2 separate regions of the Arachis hypogaea genome follow, and region 1 is linked to region 2. A link is a contact called in public Hi-C data. All regions are on one chromosome and are shown on one strand. The core of a region is the stretch at or near the end of the contact, and the rest is flanking DNA. Distances in the headings are between cores, read along the strand shown.

What was found. A called contact is a pair of places that touch in the nucleus more often than the background predicts.
Region 1: a Hi-C map of an unstated tissue shows a contact between it and region 2, with 6 times the contacts expected there. The contact joins the enhancer-like site here to the promoter of LOC112722623 in region 2. A contact is called at or near these places in 3 of 8 Hi-C or Micro-C datasets (leaf and an unstated tissue).

The regions. Positions count from the first base shown.
Region 1 is chr11:130,533,047-130,537,003 of arahy.Tifrunner.gnm2.J5K5, reverse strand. No RefSeq gene overlaps it. Among protein-coding and RNA genes, the nearest start is that of LOC112722625, 37 kb to the left of the region's middle. Within about 2 kb of position 1,848, at least 2 of the 3 cell types and tissues checked have open chromatin away from gene starts, as enhancers often do.
Region 2 is chr11:130,345,770-130,349,621 of arahy.Tifrunner.gnm2.J5K5, reverse strand. LOC112722623 (dof zinc finger protein DOF5.4) reads left to right here and starts at 2,325. Exons shown (of 1, transcript XM_025773717.3): 1 at 2,325-3,852. The coding sequence starts at 2,588. The coding sequence ends at 3,538.

The sequences.
Region 1 (3,957 bases), core at 599-3,098, 190 kb before region 2:
ACACCAAATTAGCCCCTAAAGTGTTCGGGACCGGACCGGACCTTCGGGCCGGGCCGGGTCTGTGCACCCCTAGACCATAATATCATTGTACAACACAAATTAAAAGTAATTTTAAACTACAATATACCACACAAATAGGTAAATGACTTGAGTAAGTTCAAATACGGAACTTTTTTTATTTATACATACATGATAACACTATGGTCTATGAATGTTTCATGACTAACATATCATATAAATTTCCGAATTATGAGCACTTGTTAATGGGAGTTAGAGGGTGTGGTGGTTTGTGTCCACAATGGTTGCCTTCTTACGATGACACCTTGTAGGAAGAAAAAGAATTGTTGTAAAAACTACGCAAAAGAGTAATTGGTAAACAAATGATATTTTCTTCTAGTATATATGGTCTTTTATAGTAGTAAAATAAAAATAGAAAGAATAAAAATTTTTATTTTTATATTAGGAATAGAATTTGATATATTTATCCTAATAAAATTAAATAATTAATTAGTTATAATTCATGTATTTAAATAAATAAAATAAAAATACTTTTAAAAATTAATCAAATCAATTAATTGATACAAATAATTAGTATAATTGATTTTATTTGATTTATTGAATTCAAAAAAATAAATTAGGAAATAGTCGATTGAATTAATTAGTTGATATAATTAATTTATTATAATTGATTGGATTTAATGAATTAAAAAAATAAATAGAAAAACATAAGAGACAATAATTTACTTAACTAAATTAATCTGTATTTATTGTATTTAATCAAAATAAGTAACAAATCCTCTATGCCATATAAATTAATGAATTAAAATAATCGATATAATAAATTATAATTAATTGATTGATATAAATTATAATAAATTATGTGATATTTAAATATATAATCAAATCAATTAGTTAATATAGTTAGTTTATCGTAATAACTTGTATTTAATGAGTTAAAAGAAATAAATTGAAAAATACTCTAAAAAACATGTCACGTCAACTCCATCATTAAGTACAGAAACCTGATTTTTATATAATAGAATAGATAGATACATTAAATATTAGTTTTATATAGTTATAATAAAGTTATTTTCTTAAATTAGTATAATTATGCATTATTCATTAAATACTAATTGTAATATTGTAATATAATTATAATAAAGATATTTTTCTAAAATAAATTTATTTAGAGAAATATAAAGTGGTTATTAATAACCGGTGCCATTATCATATAATTATCATATCATATTATTATTATTATTATTATTATTATTATTATTATTATTATTATTAAAATACATAAAAATATTTTCGATTGATAATTGATAAGTAATTTAATAATGTATTGAATATTGATTTTATATAATTATAATAAAAATATTTTTTTAAATTAGTATAATTATATATTATTATTTAAATATAAATTATAATATAATTATAACAAAAATATTTTTTTAAAATAAATTTAGAAAAAAAATAATGCATTTATTTGTTGGAAAAATGAATTCAGGAAGAATTGATATCTCATTTTTATTAGTGAGACGAAAACTAATTTTAATATATTAAGTAGAAGTTGATGATAGATGATGTATGAAGTATAATTGATTGAATTGAATGAAGAATGATTTGGTTGGCCTTCGAGAAGAAGCTAAATTCCCGGAACTTTTTGAAGGAGGATAATTGTCAGTTTGTCATGTCCTGTGATGCATTAGTACGAAGAGTGATCAATGATCATAATGTGTTTTATTTATTTGTGACATTTTATTCGACGATAATAACGATGCTATGCTTTGTCGTTGTTCCATTTCAAGATGTCAAAAGTGGGTCTGTTTCCTTTTGGTCCATCAGGCCCACAATATATAATATCACAACCCAGTTACTGCTAAGCTTCCATGACTGAAGGAAATGTCAACATCCTGACCAAAAACAGAAAGAAGGAAATGTCAACACAAAAAAAAAAAAAGGAAAAAATGTTTTCCAATCAGACCCAAAAAATATTAAAAAGAAAGTCTTCAAGATGTTAAGGTAACACAATTACACCAACCGAGACTTTATTGAGCTTTTTGGACCTAGATCAGTATAGTAGTATTGGAGAAGGCTTATTAGAGCCTTTTCGGGAGTGATATGGATTATGGATCCTTAGCTATGAATAAAGTCTTAGGCCTATTGCCCCTCGGACCTAGATAGAAACACTACTATTGTTGAATATTTTCTGATATTATTCAATCTTATCTATTCTATTGTCTAATGAGCATACAAGGGATTTGTAAATCCCATTCTCTTGAAGTATTGTTTAGGTGCAAAACGAAAAATAATACCTTGATTGTGTCGGGAATTTGTAGGAAGTTGGGTTTCTTGAACTTTTTTTGTGTGGATCCTAGGGGATCGACATGAGGTTTGGTGTTGGCATGAAAGGACGAATCAGATATTACAGTTCGACATCAAGAAGAATTTATGATTCAATTCTCATGGACTGACCGCAGACTCCAAAAACAATGGGAGGTGGTGGCTGTTCATCTTCATTGTGAGGAAAATCGGAGGAAGGAGCAGTTTGGCAAAATTTTGGAGATTATTCACCGCTCAGGTCAATATTCTATAGTGATAGGAGATTTTAATGCCATCTCAGAATACCACGAGAAAGATGGGGTCGTATGAAGATAAGAAGCTCTATTGAGGCTTTCAATAATTTCATTAATGAAGGTGAGTTGGTGGACTTGGGGTATATTGGAAGCAAATTTACTTGGAGCAATAAACAATTTGGTGAGAATTTTGTTAGAGAAAGGCTGGATAGATGTTTGACCTCAACACATTTGAGGTTAGAGTACCCGAAAGCAACAATCACCCACTTGGAGGATACTGGTTCAGATCATCGTCAACTTCTATTATATTCGAACAGCGAAGAAAGCAGGAATAAGAGGAGATTTCGGTTCCAAGAGAGGTGGTGTGACAGCGAGGATGTATCAAACACTGTGAAAGAGGCATGGCAGACCCAAATAAATGGATCTCCTATGTACAAACTATTTTGCAAACTGAAAAAATGTCGCCATATGCTTGTGGAGTGGCAGAAAAGCAGCAGAAGCAACTCGAAGACACTCATTACTGATATTAAAAACAAGCTGGAATAGGAGAATGAGAAAGGGAATGGCGCGGATAAGAGACAGATTCATAATCTAGAGGGTGATCTAACAGATGCGTACGAGAAGGAAGAGCGGTATTGGCGGGAGAAGTCAAGGGTTCAATGGCTGAAATGGGGGACCAAAATACAAAATTTTTTCATGCAAAATTTCAGAATAGAGCCAGAAAAAACAAGATTCAAAAGCTGTTAGATGACTCGGGTAACTACAAATCCGATCAGGAAGAAATAGCTCAGATTGCACAACAGTACTTCATCGAACTCTTCTCAACTTCTAACCCAAGTTCAGCCATGGAGAGTATAGAGGACATGGAGGTAATGGTCGATGTCACGACTAACAGAAGACTAGTGCGGAGAGTCACAGAAGAAGAGGTTAAAACAGCAACCTTTTCCATTAATCCTTTTTCGGCCCCGGGTGATGACGGATTCACGGGTAAATTCTTTCAACATTACTAGAGGATCATCAAAAGTGATATAACAGAGGCAGCCATGAGTTTCTTTGCAGGAGGAAAGATGTTGCGATGTTTTAACCACACGCATATTTGTTTGATACTAAAGGTTCAACAAGCAGAAAATATGGTTCAAATTAGACCCATTAGTTTGAGTAATGTTTTCTATAAAATCATCTCAAAGATACTGGTTCACAGGATGCAAGGAGTATTGAATAAGGTAATTAGTGAGAATCAGAGCGCATTCATCAAAGAAATGCTGATTAGTGACAATACCCTAATAGCTCATGAGCTCATGCATTTTTTGAAGAATAACATTTGTGGTGATCACGAGGTGGCAGTGAAGCTTGACATGAGCAAAGCCTATGATAGAGT
Region 2 (3,852 bases), core at 1,076-3,575:
CAAGTTTCAATGATCACCAAGTATGTCTATAATCATTGCTATTTGTTGTTCTTGATGAGAAAATTTACAAGTGGGCGGAAAATATTTCATCCTGCTCCAATTCAGTTTGCCACTAATTTCATTGCTTTGCAAAGTATTTTAGCGCAAAAGGATCCTTTGAGAGCTATGGTGACCTCGATCTAAAGAATAGACAAGCTCAGCTTACTCCAAATAAGCCAAAGCCAAAAGATTTTTGGATCAAGTCTTACATTCTAAATTTTAGAGTCAATAAACTGATATTATTAAGCTTATTGAGCCACGTATTCATGTTTTACGTATTATGGATAGTGAAGACAGAGCTGCAATAGTTTTTTTTATCAAACTATTTATAAGGCTAGAGGAGAAATAGAGAAGAGGTTTCAAAAAAGAAAAAAGGTTGTTGATCCTTATTTGAAGAATTTAGATACACGTTGGGATTCACAATTTCGAAAAAATCTTCATGCCGCTGGTTATTGGTTAAATCCAGTTTTTCGATTTAATAATGAAGAATTTAAAAAGCACAGGCAAATGACTTCTGGCTTGCTAGATGTCATTGAGAAATATGCTTATCGTGATTCAAATTTTGATTTCTAAGCTGACAAGTGAGATGAGGATCTTTAAGAATGCTGAACAAGATTTTGAAAGACCATCTGCAATACATGAACAAAGCACTGTTATGCCAGGTGAATTTCTTCATAAAATTAGTCTTTTATGATTGTGATGTATTTATGATTTGATATTTATGATTGTGATATATTATTCTTTTTTTTATGTTAGGATCAATGGTGAAAATCTTATGGTTGTGGAGCGCCAAATTTGCAAAAGTTGGTGATTCGTATTTTAAGCCAAACTTGTAGTTCTTCAGGTTGTGAGCGTAATTGGAGTATTTTTGAACACATTCACTCAAAAAGAGGAATCGATTAGAGCATAAAAAACTTAATGATATTGTTTATGTTCATTACAACTTATAGTTACAACAAAGGTACTTTCTTAATTATTTTAAGTTCAAAGCATTATTTTCAAATTTTAATCATCATAAGAGTAACGGAGTATTTTGATAACATAGGAACCAAATGAGAAAGCAAGTTTATGATTCAATTTGTCTTGATGCATTTGAGAATAATTCGAAATGGATATTGGAAGATTCACCACCATTTTTAACTCCTGAAGAAGTTGATGCTTTACAAAATGATCTTGCAAATATGTCTCTTCAATTACCTTTAGATGATTTAGGTATTTTTTTATTTATTTATGAATTATGATCAACTATGATTTTGGTATGCTTTATAATATATTTTATATTACTTTTGATCTTGATTTGTGAAACGTTATCTATAATGCTAGATCAATTGGATTTAGAAAATGATCGGAATGATGATAGGGCTAATAATTCTATGAAAAATGCAAATCAAAATAAAACCAATCAGGATGTAGCTCCACATTTGTCAAACGAATAACAATACCCCGACTTTGAAATTACTCCTTGGATATAGTTCATAGATTGTTATTCTTATTGTGTCTAATTAAGATACTATTGTAGTAGTACTAACTAATTTCATGTTTATCTTTGTATTAGTTATCTTTAGAATTTGAGACTTGGTTGTTCTTAAAATGGTGAAGATATGGATTTGAACTTTTTAAAATTTTTTACTATTTTTTATTTACGTGGAACCGGTTTTATCGATTCAACCAGTGATTTATCGATTGAACTAGTAAACTAGTAACCTGACTAGTTTGATCACCGGTTCGATTCTTACGACTATGCTTCTACCTTTAAGTACTAATTATATACTAAAAATTTAGATTATTGATATTATTTTAATTGTATTTTTTATAATAATACACATATCTCGTTTACACTACAAACGAAATAATTATGAATGTATCTCATTTATATAGTAAGAGATATGTGTTTTTTATTTCAAACTCCAAATATCTCATTTACAAACAAAGTAAGCTAAATTATGTAAATTGATAAATATGTTATAAATTACATATTTTGATAAATAAAATAATTAAATTATTTATTTAAAAAAAATCCTAAATAAATCCATCACTGAAATATCGATCATTTACTTTATTAAATTTATCTGTACGGAAGGTGCATGAGCTGCATGTAAAATCTGTTACAGCAACTGTTCCACGCTGGCAGCTCGAATTCCAAGAAGGCAGCCAGTCCATTACGGGCACCTGCGACAGTGGAGGATATTTTCGGCATTTAAGAAACTAGTCCCCAGTCCCAGTGGCTGAAATGGTAGTTCAGCCAACATTAAAGGGTTTGTTGGTCAATTCCCCTCTTCAAATTAAAAAAAAATAAAAATAAAAATCCAAAGAGATGAAAGAGCATTACATGGATATTTGTCAGTCACCAGACTCATAATCAAAATCACAACACAAACCACTCCTTCCTTTTCTTTTATTTTCTTCTCCAATCTCCACTCACTGTTCCACATGCACAAGTTAACCCACTGACACACTCCAAATTCTTCTCCCAAACAAAACCTCACTTCCTTCTTCAATTCCCTTATTATATTTATTACTTTCTTCTTCTTCTTTTTCCAACGCCCAAATGCAGGAGATACATTCAATGGGAGGCACCAGGTTCTTCGGCGCCGCTGCTGACAGGAGGCTCAGGCCACACCACCACCACCCTCACCAGAACACCGCCACCAACTGCCACCAGCAGCAAGCACTTAAATGTCCCCGTTGTGATTCACTCAACACCAAGTTCTGTTACTACAACAACTACAACCTCTCCCAGCCACGCCACTTCTGCAAGAACTGCCGCCGCTACTGGACCAAAGGCGGCGTCCTCCGCAACGTCCCTGTCGGTGGCGGTTGCCGCAAGTCCAAGCGTTCCAACGACAACAAGACCGCCAAAACCAGCAAAAATAATAATAGTAATAATAATAGCGCCACCGCAACTTCCTCCGCGGAAACGCCGCCGCAAACGACGTCGTCTCAGGCTCCACCGACGGACCAGAACTCCAATTCTCACTCCAGCAGTGAGAGCTCTAACCTCACCGCGGCGGCGGCGGCGGCGACCATCGGCACGACGGAGCTTAACTCTGATTCTTCCAAGTTGTTGATCCACGAGAATAACAACAACAACGCTTCCTCGAACCCTAATTTGGAGAGCGGTATTTTCTCTGAGATAGGGACGCTGACGAGCTTGATGGTTTCTTCCTCTTCGAACAACGATGCATTGGCGTTTGGATTTGGAGGTGGTGGTGTTGTTCCTGATGCGACGTCGTTTCAGTGGCATCAGCAGCAGAAGTTGCCGGAGAATCTGAACGGTAGTGGTGGGAGCTTGCTGGATCATCATGGACACGGTAGTACTGTAACCGTTGATTTGTCGGCACTTCCGAGCAAGACGGGAAACGGTGGATTTGGACCGTTGGATTGGCAAGCTGGTGTGGATCAAGGTTTGTTTGATCTCCCCAACTCCGTTGATCATGCTTACTGGAGTCAAACTCAATGGCCTGATCACGATAATTCTAATCTCTTTCATCTCCCCTGAGAATGCCTAAACAAATTAAATATCCTCTCAAAATCTCACCTCTTTTTTTTTTAATTTTATTTTTAAATATAACTCTTATTTTTATAACGTGCAAAGTAAATTTGGAATCAAAACTAAAGTTAGAAGAAATTGAAAAGAATGAAAGAAGATGGAAGGGGTTCGTATAATTAATCATCTGATGTATATTTTTTTTTCCTTTTTTAATTTGGGAGGTGATTGGGCTTGATTTTAGTTAGTGATGTGCATGCTTAACTAACTTCCATGTTAGTTTTGTCTGTTTTTTTTAATATAATTTTATTTTGAGTTTATGCTTA